Regions from separate parts of the Oryctolagus cuniculus genome. Here region 1 is linked to region 2. A link is a contact called in public Hi-C data. All regions are on one chromosome and are shown on one strand. The core of a region is the stretch at or near the end of the contact, and the rest is flanking DNA. Distances in the headings are between cores, read along the strand shown. Region 1 has its middle 24 kb from the start of OTOGL. Region 2 has its middle 130 kb from the start of PAWR.

Region 1 (4,442 bases), core at 517-3,016, 630 kb before region 2:
ATCCTGTATCCAAACTTCCAAGATACATGAGCCAGGGAAATGGATATTCCCACAGAAGGAAAGAGCAAGGGGGAGGTGGGAGGGGGGGAAAGGTGGTCAGGATCAGTCTGCACACCTCCTTCACAAACACTTTGCTACATACCACAATCTTGAGAAGAAAGTGTGCTTCTTTCAAGGGATGGCTGATGCAGTACCTTGTGTGTGGATTTCCTCAAAGCAAATCTAATAAGAAAGTGAGCCTTCAGATTGCTAAGTAATATTTTGTAGGCCATGGATTTGAACAGGGTACACTCATTGGGCTCAAGTAAAGCCAATATAGTTTAGTCACAGAACCGGAGCAGTGGTTGGATGCAGAAGGCTCTGGTTGCAGTATACTGGTTAGGCTATAACCAATTAACTAGTTAAGCTGTTACTGATTTGTTGGTGGGCCAGGTTTTACCCAATTAAGTTGCTTTTTGTGTCTCATTTCTATTTCGTGGTAAAGAGAGGTTACTGTTAAGTTGCTTTCTGTGCCTCACTTTTTGTTTCTAGGGAAAACATTACTGACAGTGCTCCAATTAGGGTGTTACCCAAATGGCTCACAGTTTACTTTGTTCAAATAAACTCTATATAATTCGTTCTTAAAGTAAGCAGATCTAAATGGAATTTCACTTAGAATTGATTAATCAGTTGAAAATTTTCTTGATTGTACTCCTGTAGTTAACACTGGTACAGCAGTTCCTACCCCATTCCTTGACATGTGCACAAAGATCAAGATAAGTTGTCCAAAGTCACAGAGCCAGGGAGTAGCAAAGCTGCTTTTGGAACTCCCATTTTCAGATCCCGTGCTGTCACTCTTTCTACTATGACATAATCATTACACAGCTAGTTTAGCATCAAAGATTTTACAGAATTCTTTATTCATAAAATCTCAATATCCTGTCTCAGTAAGTGCTTGGAATTTAAATTCTCATTTTGAAGGACAAATAACAAACAGAACAAAGCTTTATAAAATGTCACCATATTTGGTTCTTTTGAGTAAATGGGAATATATTAAGAAACATATTAAGTGGTTTTTTAGAACTCACTTAGCTCTTGTTCCAAAATAGTATCTGGACAGTATCCAACAATTTTAAAGTCACAATACAAAAACAAACTTGAGGATGTATTATGACCAGGTTTGATCTATCCTAGAAGGTAAAACATAGTGGTCCAAGTTCTATGAAATACACTCCTTTGTCTCTTCCCAGCCCATTCCCCTACAATAACAGAAAGCCTGCCCAGAAAGAAGCTGGCGGCCCCTGCTAGCAAGAACCTTACCAAGGCTCTTATGCACCAGCCTGGGAAAAGCATGAACTACAAAGTAAAGGAAGAACTATTTTTAAAAAGGAAACACTAAGAATACTACTAACACTAAACAAAACTTGGATTCACTCTCAAACAGATGGGAGGGTTTGCTTTGCCTGCGGTTTTGGCGAAAGATCAAGTCATGAATTCATTCTTCCCAAACTGCAAATGTTAATTGACACTAGTGATACCTTTATGTCCAGAAGAAAATGTCCACATCAGCTTCAAACTTTTGCGTACTTATGTGAATTTCTTCTCACCTGTAAGCGTTAAAAATTGTCTAAGAGGGTCTCAAATGTTGGTGGGAAAAATGGAGTTAAAAGACAAAGTGAGAGTCAGGCATCATGGCACAGCAGCCTGAGCTGCCACTTCGGATGCCCACATCCTATGACAGGGCCTGGGATCAAGTGCTGCCTCTGCTTCCAATCCGACTTCCTGCAAACATGCCTGGGAGGCAGTAGATGGTGGCCTGAGTGTGTGGGTTTTTGCCACCCACGTGGGAAACCAGGACTGAGTTTCTGGCTCCGGGTTTCAGCCTGGCCCAGTCTTAGCTGATGCTGGCATCTGGGGGAAGGAACCAGCAGATGAAAGATCTTTCTCTGCCTCTGTCTCTTTGCCCTTCAAATAAATAAAAGTAAACTTTTTATAAGAGATAATGTGAATTTTTTCCATTAACTTTTTGAAGCCTGGCTATACCAGTTGAAACCTGCATGTTGCCGGCCTGGGAAGGCTCTTTCTTATACGTCAGCTAAGATGCAGGGCACATCCTGTTCCCAAACAAATGACTCAGCAAATGTCAGTGCATGCATATAGCAGCCTAACAAGTCACATCAAATATAATTTCAGGGAAGATAATCACTATAAATGCTATTATGTGTCAAAATAAATCATAAAAAGAACAGTGTTGCTATATGTCCAAGTTAAAAAAGCAGAATTTATAATATTTCAGCCAGTTGCAAAAAATGGTGCCAGAGATATACTATGGCCAGCTCTGATGGGAGCCAGAATCAGGAGACTGTGTCAATCCAGGTCACCAACTTACAAATCACTGGAGCTACACTGGTGGTCCAGTCAAGCCTCAGGAAGAAGGGGCAATCAGATGTTGTTCTTTCCATTACATCCAGCTGCTTTCTACCGTCCAGTGCTTCCTCCCACATTGCTGTCTGATTCCTTCGTGTCACTTCGTATTAATCCTGAGCAAACAAGCTACTCCAGAAGAAAGGTCCCATCCCTGTGAATGATGTGCTACGAGGGCATCAAGTAATGGTTTTGAAATTTAGCCTGACCATTAAGAATCATCTTGGAGAACTCCATTATCAGTTTGTACTTTTAGGGTACTGGACCTAGACCTCAGTATTTTGTTTTTTAAGCTCCCCCAAAGTGATTCTAATGTAGCTTTGTATTTGAAGATACTCTTTGGTCAACACTGTCTGATTTGAGCTTTGCAATCAAGCCCTCTTGGTCTTGCATACAAATAAATCCCAGTTTCAGAAGCCTCCTAAAAATTCACTTCTTCCAAGGGATGAATTAATACTAAACAATTTTTGCCAACTGGGACAGAAGAGGTTAAAAAAAGAACTATAACTTCATTCTTAGAAGACTTAACCAACTTCCCAGCTGCTAAGTCTCGAGTGGTCAACTGGTCAAAGACTGGATTCCCTTTGTTTTAATCAGAGGCATGCTTGTTTTCCATGCTTGAAAGAAAATAAACATTAAGTTAAAGACAGTGTTGAGTAAAAAAATTATTCAACTGGGATTTACAAAATCTGGATCATGTTTAGCAGCTAATAGTTGTGGGACATAGGACCTTGAACTTGTAACTCTGTGTCTTATTTTCCCATCAGAAAAAAATGGAATAATATACTTCCTTCTTTCCAAACTCTATTAATACATCTGAGATATCTACATTTGCATTAACAAAATACCTTAAAGGATATAGCGGTTTTTTCTCACATCACCAAAAATGGAGGGGTAGGCTTTTCCTCTATGTACTCACACAAAGATGTTAGATTAAAAGAAAAAATTATAAAATCCTTAGAAGAGTATAAACAGATAAAATAATTAAGACAGTGCTGTGGGAAAACTGTACTCAAACTAAAATACTGAAAGGTCTTTGGAGGATCGATTGTTTATGATCCTGTTCTCTGGAGGCTGGAATTCTTTGGAGACACCAGATGGTTTTATTTATATAGCAAAAGTTCAGCTCAAGTGAGGTGCTGCTTGCAAATTCACACACAAATAAAAGAAACTGCTTCTATATATGTGTACCCACCCTTGCTCACACAAGGGATTTTCCATGGTTTCTTAAGAGATTTTGAATAAAATTTTTATTTATAATATTAAGAAGGTCACCCTTTTATAAAAGGAAGAGCAGCCTCCCAATACAGCAAAAGTAATCCACAGATCCTAAAATTTAACACAGGATAGTTTCAGACTTTTTGGATCACTTCGTTCCAATGGCATGACAAATCTCATTGAATCCAGTCTTTGATGTTCATATACAATGCTCCTCATATAGCATTATCAAAATTAAAAAGAAACCCAACCCTCTCCTCAACTGAATATTTCAAGCTGCATCCTGTGTCAACTCCTGGCACAGAGTCAGCCTTGTCAACCCAATTTAGAGTACATGGCAGTGATCCAATTCATTGTGGCTGTTTGTGGTCCCGAGATCAGGTTTCAAAAAAGAAGGGGCAGCAATCCGGTGACCTTCTCAAGATAGTAGAGAACAACTCTACTCATGACTGACATCTGATCTTCTGCTAACATTAGCTCCTAATCAAAGATGGTGCCAAGGTTGCATCAGACCCCAGCCTACAACCCTCCTGCAAGAGGTGTGGAGCATCCTGTCGCCCCTGAGTTTCAGTTTTTGGATGCCTTTCCCTTTCAGATCCAAGGAAGTTTGGTTTTATTGACATTTGAGATAAAGCTCAAAACCTGTCTTATTAAGCTTTCCTGTTATTTTTAGAGCATGCATATTTACTCATCATTGTCTTTATAGCCAACGAGTTTCCATGTGATTCATAACAAAAACATGATTAGAAAGTTCTAAAATTAATTATCCTAGAGCACTCATATCACATGAAAGAACTTTACCTGAGATATTCTTCCTGTGT
Region 2 (4,149 bases), core at 557-3,056:
TTTAAAAGTCACTTTTTGGGGCTTGCATTGTGAATGAATAAGCCGCTGCCTACATTGCTGGCGTCCCAGGAATGTGGGTGCTGGTTTGAGTCCTGAGTGCTCCACTTCTACTGCTTGGGCTCCTGCAGCCTCATGGGAGACCCTGATGGAGCTACCGGCTCATGGCCCGGCTCTGGCTGTTGTGGCCATCTGGGGACTGAACCAGTGGATGGAAGATTTCTCTCTCTCTGTCTCCCTCTCTCTCTTTGTAACTCTGTCTTTCAAATAAATAAAATAAATCTTTTTTTTAAAGTCACTTCTTTCAGGAATCCCTTCTGAACCCCTTCTCTGGTGCCACCCTAAACATGTAGAATAGCATTCGGTTTAATGTAGCATTCATCACATGCATTATAATCACCTTGTTTATTGAAATAGAACTTGTTTACCATAACGCACCCTTTCAGACTAGACAACTGAATGGTTTTTAATACGTCCACAAGCTTGTACAACTGTCACCACTGTAATTTCATGACATTTCCTTCACTCCAAAAGGAATCCACTGACAGCTAGCTACTCCCACTCACCTGTCCCTCACACCCCTCTCAGCAATGATCTACTTTCTGTTTCCACAGGGATCTACCCAGTCTTGGCATAGATGGAATAGTATAATACTGGTCTTCCTGTGGGGCTTCTTTCACTACACGAAATGCTTGCAAAGTTCATCCGTGTTGTATGTAGCATGTGTCAGGACTTCATTCTTTTTATGGTTGAGTAATATTCCATTGTATATTTTTATCGCATTTTGCTTGTCCATTCATCTGTTGACGAACACCAGGCTGATTCCAGGTTTTGGCTTTCATGAATAATGCTTCCACGACTACTTGTGTGCATGTTTTGTATGGACCTATGTTTTCAGTTCTCTTGGGTAAGCACCCAGCAGGTGAATTGCTGGGTCATATGGTAACTATGTTTACCCTTTTGAGAAATTGCCAGAACGTTTTCTACAGCAGCTGCATGATTCCCACCAATAGTGTTCGGGGTTCTAATTGCTTACCATCCTCACCAAGCTCTCTTTCTCTTTCTCTTTGTTTTTTGTTTTTATGGTAACCACCCTAGAGAGTGTAACATTCTAATTGCTTTTTTTTTTTTTTTTTTTTTTTTGCTGGCCTCTATCTTCCATGATTCCAAATTATGTGAAGATAGGCTTATGCCAAAATCTTGTTCGTTATCGTGCCCCAGTGCCTAAGGCCTTGAGTAGGTAGATGCTTACTAAAGCATCTGCAGAATGGGTGAGAGGACCCAAAGTGTTCGTAGCTGCTTTGCTTCTATAAATCCAGGACCCAGGGCTGGAATGAGAAAAGATGTTCTGAGTGCTAGTCCACAGCTCTGCTCACCAGAGTGCCGTAGGACTTTAATAACCACGCTAATTAGATGGTCCCATGGCTTCAGTAGTCTTACCTGCGACATCCCGTGCGTGGAGATCAGCGTGAGTTCCCATGTAACCATCTCAAGATGGGGAAGAAGATACTTGGCTCTGTTGGCATTCCAATCTGTGATTCTGGGGAGTCTTTCTATTCCAAATACATTTTCCAAGGGCATGTGAACATTGTCTAATGAGAAAGCCATTCACTCGGAGTGAGAGTGGGGAAGAAAAAAAAGCAAAACAAAAGTCCCTTTACCAAAAACAGACGGGCCCCATCAATTATGCATTCAGAATAATACCGCTTGGAGCCAAGTTGTCATGTACTGAAACAACTCTGTTCAACCGAGTTACAACCGGGATCTCATCGACGGTTTACCCCTTCCTAGCCATTGGTTTTTATCTGTCCCACTGTAGCAAATCTCAGATTTGTAAAGACAAGGGGCTTATTCCCTGATTTCCCAGGGCATGGTCCTAGAAACAAAATGCCTGTAAAAGAAGAGGCCATGGTGCCTTCCCAGTGACTTTCCTGGGGTTATGATTGGCAAGTGTGGGCCAGAGGTGCCGTCTGCAAAACTCTTGAATGCATCTCCACCCTTTGTCAACATTCCTTCTGGTCAGGTTTTGCTGGGTCAGGAGTAATCTTCCATAGCATTTTTTCCTATTCACTGTGCACCCTCCCACAGCACACTTCCATCCTGGCTTTGTTTTTCTGTATTTTTCTTTCCTTGCCGCTTTGAAACGCAGTGTGAGGTCAACCCTGATAGTCTTCTGTTGAATCTTTAGACCTAGGGACAAGTTTTCTGCTCTGTCTTGCCCTAATCAGTGTAGATTTGCTGAGTTACAATCCCCTAATTACAATCCTGACTAATCCCAGCGAACTTTCCCTCTTACATTTTCTCTCTCAGAAACATAGTATGTGCTCATGACCCTGGGAGAGGAAGAGAGAGGAGGGCAAAAGAGAAGAGACTTGTGGGAAAGTTCTAGGTAAATAGTACTGACCTTGTGTAAAGAGTGTTAATGTTATTATATAGAAGTGAAAACACAGAAGATAGAAGAAATAACATAGCAATCATTGTCCAAATATGGCCCGTTTGAACCCTGGACTGTGTTTTGGCACTGCAGAAAAATTTCAAAAATCTTTCTGCCTGAAGATTTTCCCCTTCATTTATCTTTCCTGCTAAGCTGATACGTTTGACATCAGCAAATAGCCGTTGTTGTTTGGAGTATGGGAGGCATCAGGGCTGCAGGCAGCTATGCACCTGTCTGTGAAGAGCCTGTTTTCTCCTTTTCCTAATTTCTTTCCTATTTCTTGATTTACAGTTCCACCTGGGTCTTTCCTCCCACTGCTCAGCCTGCGTGGCTTCTTGAAACACTAATCTCAAGAGAGATCAGAAGCGAAGCCCCGCCCCCACCCCCTCGTGCAGGGAGTGCCAAGTGTATGCCCTGGAGCACTGGTTGAGCTCACAGGCAGGGAACTCTGCCTCAACGGAGCCCAGGGCTTCTAGCAACTTTGTTTACTGGGTCCTCCAACCAGGACCACATTTACCCACCCGGTTCACATTCCCAGCGTCTCGGGCAGAGAGAAGCATGTGGCTCTTCCTGCCCAGGTTTGCCTGCCTGATCAATCCACTGACAGCTTTTGCCCAGTTGCACAATCCTGCTTTTGAACGAACCACATCCTTGTAAATTGTGCGTGGAAACCAAACAGAATCTTGTACACAGTCGGCTGTGCCGGATTATGTAACGTTTCGTTCCCATAGAAGGTTCTTTTTGCTCTTAGGGATGGCATTCAGAGAAATTCCAAAACTTGGACTGAGATTTACAAGGACTGAGACACAAACCTCGGCTCTGGGCTGTGAAGGGGGCTGCCAGGAGATTAAGATTGTTCAAGGTACACCAAAACCTTGGCCTGCACAATCCCTGCTGCGCCCTGCTGCCCGGTGCAGCTGCGTGTCTCCGCCCCAAGGCTATTTGTTTACAAGTAGAATTGAAGGAAAATCCTGAAACATCCTGTCACAGGATGTGTGATGGGCCCTAGGAAATGAGCAGTTTGTGATTAGTGCAGACACTGCCCTCTAGTGGTGTAGCTGTGGCTAAAAAGGAACAAACTGGAGGTGCGCCCCACTTCTCCATTTTACCCAAATAGACTCCCAGATTGTGTACAAGAAAGACGAAGGGAGAAGGAGGGAAGGGACGGGAGAAGGAAGGAGGGAGAAAGGGGACTCCTGCTGGGGTAGCTCGTCTTAGGAACTCTAACGCTACTGTTTTTGCATTGGGTTTGTGAGATTCAGGGAACGCTTCAGTGAAAACCTGTTTTTCCCCTAGGCTTTCTAGCAAGAGATTCTAGCCCGAAGTGTTTACTCCAGATGTGTACTAGGACCCTGGGTTTCTTTCCAGCCTCCTTGACTCTGCCCAGGCCTCAGGTGCTCCGTCATCACCACTGTTTTGAGTGGCAGAACCATGGAGACCAGGCTCCTGTCTCCCGCCCTCCACCTGTCTTTGTGTTCCCTTTCGGCCTTTCTGGTTTGTTGCCCTTTGCACTACACTTCCCGCTGGCTTCAGGCAGAGGAGCCTGGGGCCGGGTTCCTCAGGTGCCTGTGGGCAGGAATGTTAGAGAGCCGCCTCAGCCCTCTGGGAACGAAAGGAATGCAGAGAATTTCAGGCACCGCTTTGCAGGCCCACTGGAGAGAGAGTTGTGGCCCAGAGGTTGGGGGTGGGGAGGTGCTTAGGTCATGAGAGTTTCTAAG

The links. A called contact is a pair of places that touch in the nucleus more often than the background predicts.
Region 1: a Hi-C map of an unstated tissue shows a contact between it and region 2, with 3 times the contacts expected there. The contact joins two enhancer-like sites. A contact is called at or near these places in 3 of 6 Hi-C or Micro-C datasets (embryonic fibroblasts, skin fibroblasts and an unstated tissue).

The regions. Positions count from the first base shown.
Region 1 is chr11:82,986,350-82,990,791 of mOryCun1.1, reverse strand. No RefSeq gene overlaps it. Among named protein-coding and RNA genes, the nearest start is that of OTOGL, 24 kb to the left of the region's middle. Within about 2 kb of position 1,766, at least 1 of the 8 cell types and tissues checked has an H3K27ac peak or open chromatin away from gene starts, as enhancers often do.
Region 2 is chr11:82,352,463-82,356,611 of mOryCun1.1, reverse strand. No RefSeq gene overlaps it. Among named protein-coding and RNA genes, the nearest start is that of PAWR, 130 kb to the left of the region's middle. Within about 2 kb of position 1,806, at least 3 of the 8 cell types and tissues checked have an H3K27ac peak or open chromatin away from gene starts, as enhancers often do.